Regions from separate parts of the Ctenopharyngodon idella genome. Here region 2 is linked to region 1. Evidence: chromatin contacts called from public Hi-C data. All regions are on one chromosome and are shown on one strand. The core of a region is the stretch at or near the end of the contact, and the rest is flanking DNA. Distances in the headings are between cores, read along the strand shown.

The links. Hi-C and Micro-C count contacts between places; a contact is called where the count stands out from the background.
Region 2: a Hi-C map of muscle shows a contact between it and region 1, with 7 times the contacts expected there. The contact joins the promoter of mrpl23 here to the promoter of igf2b in region 1. A contact is called at or near these places in 2 of 2 Hi-C or Micro-C datasets (both in muscle).

Annotation. Positions count from the first base shown.
Region 1 is chr24:22,143,691-22,147,381 of HZGC01, reverse strand. It overlaps igf2b (insulin-like growth factor 2b), which reads right to left and starts at 1,659. Exons shown (of 4, transcript XM_051884190.1): 1 at 1,476-1,659; 2 at 298-448. The coding sequence starts at 1,544.
Region 2 is chr24:22,296,256-22,299,942 of HZGC01, reverse strand. It overlaps mrpl23 (mitochondrial ribosomal protein L23), which reads left to right and starts at 1,633. Exons shown (of 5, transcript XM_051884730.1): 1 at 1,633-1,800; 2 at 2,450-2,572. The coding sequence starts at 1,784.

The DNA of each region.
Region 1 (3,691 bases), core at 410-2,909:
CAGCCGTGTAAGAGGACAAACAACTTTTTTTCAATTGAGTGTAGCCTGGGAACATTTCTGGAGAGGTGAATGGAATGCCACTTGGGTACTATTACTTTCCCTGGCGGAATGTGCAAGTAAACAACCAGGCCATTGTGGCTCATTTAGCATCCCTTTCATATGCAATCACAGATATCGCGAGAGAATGCGCCCAGTCAGCACAATCTGCAGAGACTTCGCTCGTAACTCTGGTCATTCGTGACATACAATTGGAAGGGTTTCCAAACTAAAAAGAAAAAAATGTGCAAATGTACGTACTGAAATAGAAGCCTCTGTCTTCGCACACAAACTGTAGCGCGTCCACCAGCTCTCCACCACATAACGTTTCAGCTGAAGCCACTTCGAAGGCAGACAGGGTTAAAAACAGTATGCATATGGGCATCCGTATGGACCAGTACATCTTTATGACCTGTGGAGATAATGTGTTTTAGTTTAGCATTTCATTTTTAATGTACAAAGCTGATCTTTGTATTAAAAAGATCTTGTGTATACCTTAATACTGAACTATTAGCTTCCTCGAGGCATTCAATTTAGTAATCCAATACATTGTTTGCATGCATAGCCATCTGCTTGATCACATGGTCAAAACCAGTATGGCAATGTAAAGCACTGGAATTATTCTTGCATGCATGTTTTTTCTATTCATGCACGTTGGTTTAAGCAACAAAAAAGAGGTCAGACTTCTTCAATGCATTGAATTCACCAAATGCAATACTGGAAAATTGTGCATTTTGTAGTAATGCGTTTAATTTTTCACTAAAAAGATGATATTTTACAGTCTAAAGACCAGCTGATCAATTATCTTAAAGATCTTCCTTTGGTATCAGTCACTAGTCCTTCAGTGCATTAAAATCGCTGGGATTCTACATGCATGCATCGACTTTTTAATTATCTGCTTAACGCTAGCAGATGAATTGATTATCCGAATCGAAAAGAGCTTTTATCTCCTCATTTACACTCTTACACAACGTTCAACAAGTTGCAAGGCTGTTCAATATACCCAGCTATCTCATTCCTCACAACTCAGCATATAATTTCCTTAAACCCAGCTCATTTAAAGTGCTGTCGCCCCCTTGCGCAACTTCGTTCCCGTGCGCGCGTATCCTGAATGAAGTGTCAAGTACATTTCTGTTTGTAAAGCGCTTTACTATACATTTCCAAATCAGCTTTACGGTAATTCATAATGGTATTTTGTATAATACCTTATAGTACTCCACATTTAACGCTGTCAAGATGTTTAGAGCTGTTAGCAGTTACGAGTGTCAAAAACATATCCGTTGCAAAAGAAATCTCTCTCCTTTTCCGAACGTGTCAATTTCTGATATTTGTTTTCAAGCCAATAACAACGTTAGATATTTTTCTAATTAATTAAGAGAGTCTTACTAATGCAATCATCTCCAGATATGTCCTAAAGGCTGTTAAAAGGTTTTCTTTACCTTGTTTATGAAGCTGTCTGTTCTCAAGCAGGTATGGCAAACAGAATGATGTTTTAGTTGGTCCTCCATGACAACGTAAAAAAATGCGGTCTTGTTGTATTTGGTTGAAAAGGTCTGTTTAGTTTCCCCAGTTGGTGTTAGGATGTTGTGTGGAGCTGTCCCAAAAATCAGGCGACAGGCAAAAGTTCTGTGAGAGAAGTATTATATACCCAAACCCGCCCCTTAACACCCCCCTCCACCCCCCGCCCCTCTTGTGCGCATGTCCGTGAGAGGTAAAGCTCGAGGTGGTCAGTGAATCCTCTCCAGCAGTCCAGCCGAGTTCCCTGGTGCAGTTTTCCAAGAAATCCAGATCACAAAAAGGTCAATGGACGTTAGAAAATGTGCTTTCCTAAAATATTATGCCGCCTAAAACGTTATTTCCCAAATTTATTTTAACACCATCTCAGCCAATTCATAAATAAATACATGTATAATAAAACAATAAATAGACAAAGTTCAGAATTTCAGAAATGCACATGTCATCGATATCAGAGTATTTGGCAGACAGAGGCAGTCGATGTGTAAAATTTTACAATGGAAAGTGCCCGGATGATAAGGAGAGAACATGAAACACTTTGTGCCGTCATTTCCTCTGATATCCACCTGCCTTATCGATCCTCACGCGAATAGTGGCTGTAATGATGGTAATTCACTTTACAGCCTGACCCATTCAGAGCACTGAGAAGATAATGAAGAATTAGCTAGACTTGAATTGAACTTAAATTGGTTTGATTGGATTATTTGGAAATGTCATCCATCACCTGGCAAAGCAATAAGGGCCATTATTTGATGCAGATGTTATTCTTCATGGACACTAGTCTCCAACTGATATAATGCAGGGCCAAAATGTCTACTGCCTTACCAAAACACAATAATATATATATGCAGTATATATATATATATATATATATATATATATATATATATATATATAATACATAATTTATATATTTATACATTTATATATTATATATGATATAATATATGTATTCATTATATATAATATAATATGTATAAGAACTACATACATAATATTAATGCATAAATATTAAATATATATATATATATATATATATATATATAATAATCTGTTTTGTATAAATCGGTAGTATAATATATATATATATATATATATATATATATATATATATATATATATATATATAAAAGAACTAAATACATAATATTAATGCATAATATATATATATATATATATATATATATTATACATTATATATACAATTATATATATATATATGCAAACTGTATATATAATGTAATATATATATAATATAAGAAATACATTATATTAATGCATATAATATTTATACACTATATTAAATATAAATATATACATTATACATGCAAACTGTATATATAACTATATATAATATAATATATATAATATAAGAACTAAATACATAATATTAATCATATAATATTTATACATTTATATATATATATATATATATATATATATATATACACACACACACACACACACACACAATATGTTTTGTATAAGCGCTAGAATATTTGAAAATAAACTGACTTGCCTTGACTTTATTATATATGGCAAATTGTTCTTTGTTTTAAATGTCATGATCATTAAGATTAATGTAGGCTGTTTTTGTTTTAAAAATGGTGGATTGGATTGGCCAGTGAATATTTCATGAAAACTCATTTTAGGGTTGGAATTTATCTTCAGTAAAATTCCATTCTGTTAGGGTAGTTAAATAAGGAAAACACGAGAATGACTGGCAAAATGTGGACATCAGAAACCGTGCATTGTAAAATGAACAGCTTCTTGCCAAAACAACGCAAATTAAATATGCAAAGTGATGATAAACAGCACAAAGTCTGGTAGAAATTTATGAGAAAATTAGAGAAAGTATATGGGCCCTGTTTTATGTGACAGCAAAATGGTGCCCCTGCTGGTAAAACAAAGAATAGTGGCACATGAAAAAAAGGGGGGCCTGCTGCTGGCATGAATTATCAATGCACTCTGTTACTGGAAGCACCATTATAAAGACATTAAACCTCTCTTCCTCTGTCTCCTATTATCCATCAGATGAGGGAAGCAGGAAACCCAAAAGATCTGTAGGCCTTGCAATAAATCATTCACTGCATTCAGTAAGCTGCATTTTCATCTGAGTCACATTGCCATGCACAACAAG
Region 2 (3,687 bases), core at 384-2,883, 150 kb before region 1:
GCAAAAATTACAGTAGATTTGCTCGGCTGCCATGACAGTCGCTTCAAGCGGAGTGATACAAAACGGTGAAAAGGTATGAGTGCTCTTATCACTAAAATATTGCATGGCTATCAGCCAATCAGATTCGAGAACCAGAAAGAACTGGGGCACGTTCAAGCTCAAACCGGTGCACAACGTTTTGCTACGGTTTCCGGGTTGAACGACATGTTTTCTGGAAACAGTGTGCAGCCGGGTTTGAGATACGTTTTCTTTGGTGGGTGTGTCAAAAATGTTAGCCCAATCAGCATCAACATGTATATAAACCACACGGTATTAAAGAGACAGCTCGCACAATAGGTCCAAGTAAAGTCGTTTACAAATGTGTTCTCTTTTATTCTGGACAGCAAGGGCAGTGACTGTAACATTGAGTGTATTTTGCTGTATTAAACACGTATTTATACTGACTTCATCAGGCTCTGAAAATTCTTCAAAAAGAATACAAAGAATGGCCTTCTCAGCTGCCATAGTTACAACTCTTGCGTCATCAGAACAGGGTGTTCAACGCACCACCGTTTCTGTTTAAAAAACGTTTTGCAACGTTTTATCGGGGCTGAACGCAGCCCTGTTGTGTGTGTGTAAATATATATATATATATATATATATATATATATATATATTTACACACACACAACATGAATTTGTGTTAATGGGGTAGGCTACATCTAGAAAACCATCTGGCTTTAAAGTTGATTAACATTTTAGGCCTATATAAAATATGCAGCAATGTTTAATGGGGACATAAAATCCAACAAACTGTAGGAGTGACCCATCCATTATTTTGTATAGCCTCGATTTGAGCACAAAGTACGTGCTTTCCGCAGATGTAATTGTTGCAAATGTAATTGTTTAGCTGATTATTTTTTTATTATTTATGCATTATTTATTCACCCTGTTCAAAGCCTGTTAAATAGTACATACAAACAGTTTAATTAGCATGAATACTTATGTGACTACCCTGATTAAGTAGAGGCGCGTGACCAACCAAGTAATCAGTGTAGTTTGCAGCCCCCTCTGTTGGTGAAAATAACCGCTACACCAGCATGTTTGTCGGGCAATTGTTTTTTTTTTTTTTTGCTGTGTGTTTTCGGGGTGTTTTGAACTGGCTGTGAAACGGGGACATTTCCAGGGACAGCTCCAGTCGGGGACAGAACAACAAATATTTGTTATACACAACCAAAATATTTTTAAAGTGCAATTCCAGTAAACAATTCGAACATTTTGAACGCATCTCTATAGATCTGTACAAAAATATTACATGATTCTGGAAATATATTAAATGTCTAAAGAGGAAACTTTCATTATAAGGCGGAAATAGAAATGTGACATGAAGGAGCAGAGAACGGTCAAACGACGTCAGATGACGTCTTGACATTTCAATCAAAATAAAAGTTCCAACAGCATATTAAAAAAAAAAAAGAAAATATAAACATGAACATTTACTTTAAAACTAGACTGACTTTTGTCCTCGTTTTCATAACCACAATCCATAGTTTGAAGTAGATATTAAACGTGTATTTATTTTATTCTCTCATCTATTACAATACTCCACAATTGTTTTTTTTTAACAGCATTGTCCAGTCCATAAACGAGAGCATTGGAACACAGTGTGGAAAAAACAGGGCTTTTATTTTGAATATTTACAGACTCTTGTCCGCGCAGTTTTCACAGCACAGCAGTGCTCGAGGACCTTGAATAAAATCAAAACAGCACATGTGTTTGTAGACGTTTAGAACATTTACAGGACATGGCGAAACGTATATTGTAAGTGTTTTTATGTTTGTTTATTTTATCTAATGGTGCACATCTAAACTGATGTTTTATGTATAAAAAACAGTAAAATTACAAAATGTGTACCTGTGCAGATTTACACAATACTTCAACTTGTCGGACTACTAGTGCAAGCACTTCCATGGTGCCATGGTATTACCATGTTTTGTGGCGTGTACCATGATAATACCATGTTTAAGACGCGGTACCATGGTAATACTATGTTTGTGAACGTGGTGCCATGACAATATCATGTTTTTGGACATGATATAATGCCGGTACAAGAATAATGCCATCATTCATGATAATGCTATATTCATTTTGAGCACCACATCTGGGTAATACTACTAGTTTATTTTTAAGACGTGGTACCATGATAGTAGTGTTCTTCTTTGAAGTGTTTGCTTGAGTACCATGGAAATACTTTGGTATGAATACGGCAATCGTTTAAGTACCATGGTAGATGTACCATTACCAAAAGTGTGATAAAGATATACATATTTATACCAAAAGTGTGATATAAAAAAAAATTCTATATATATGTGTGTGTGTGTGTGTGTGTGTGTATATATATATATATATATATATATATATAATATTATATAAAATTTTATGTAATTTGTCATTTCTGTCATTTGTTCAGATACCCTTTATACCAGCTGGGTAACCCACAGCTGAGAATATTCCGACCCACCTTCAACCTGACCCTGGTCAGACCAGGCAAAGAACAGCCACCTGATACAGTACAGTTTCGCATTCCTATGGAGTAAGTATTTCGTCATTTTCATCAATAAAACCAATTGTGCCACTGTTGTGTTATTGATTAGTTGATTGGGATTGTGAACTTGTTTTTAAATTTTATTATTTTATAGTTTTGCCTGAGGTGCACTTATAGAGCTAGTATGATTTTTACATCAAAAATTTTCATAATTTAGAAATAAAAGGCCATTTTCTCCCCTTATTTTTAGCTCTCTGTTTGAAGGGGCGTGTCTGCTGTGAGGCTTTAATGTAAACACCCATTGCTGTGATTGGCATATGAAATATGTATTACATGTGGAACTCTCTCAAAAACTTGTACTACGTTTTTACTATTACAGCTATTTAACTTATTAACTAATCGTGAAAAGTGTTGATTATAGCACTATATTTAGATCTACTACATCGGAACATTGTATCCGATGACAGACAGTCTGTTGCGGGTATGAATGCTGTGATCTCGTCATTGCAGCTCAATTTCTGCATTCTCATGAATGCTTTCATCATAACTAACAGTTCATGATGTAAATAAGAGTATAGACAGCGTCATTCATTGATTATAACGGGAGTTTTGCCGAGAGTCCAGAACTCAGTCACTGATAAACTAGCGCTGTGTGATTGACAGCTCCAGCGATTATAAAGGGAGCGTTCTTTGATCACTTTCTGTATAAAATGTAAGCACAATTTAAATAACAGATTACTTTCAAGCTACTAAGAGAAATGATGTGAAGTTGACCGTTTAGTGACTGACTTGTTTTACTGACGCATAAAACGTAATAAATGATTTTGATCTGACTGCGCATGAATCATATCAGAAATCATTGATCACATGTGGCATTACTGTCTGGTCCATATCTTACAGTAAGAGACCTGCAAAGCCTGCGCCAAAATTGCTAAAGAATCCACAGTGAAATGTACCAAACAAACAAATACTGAGACATTCACATAGTTGAAAATAAACAAGCACTTTCCTAGCATTAGGATCCTTTGGAAGGTGATGTTATTTCTAGTCAAGTGATCCTGTATCTCTCATCTCACTAATGCGCCAGTGGGCGGGGCCAAAGATCTGATGATGTAGAAGTAGGCGTTGATTTGATTCTGCAGAGGCGGTCTTTCATCACACTA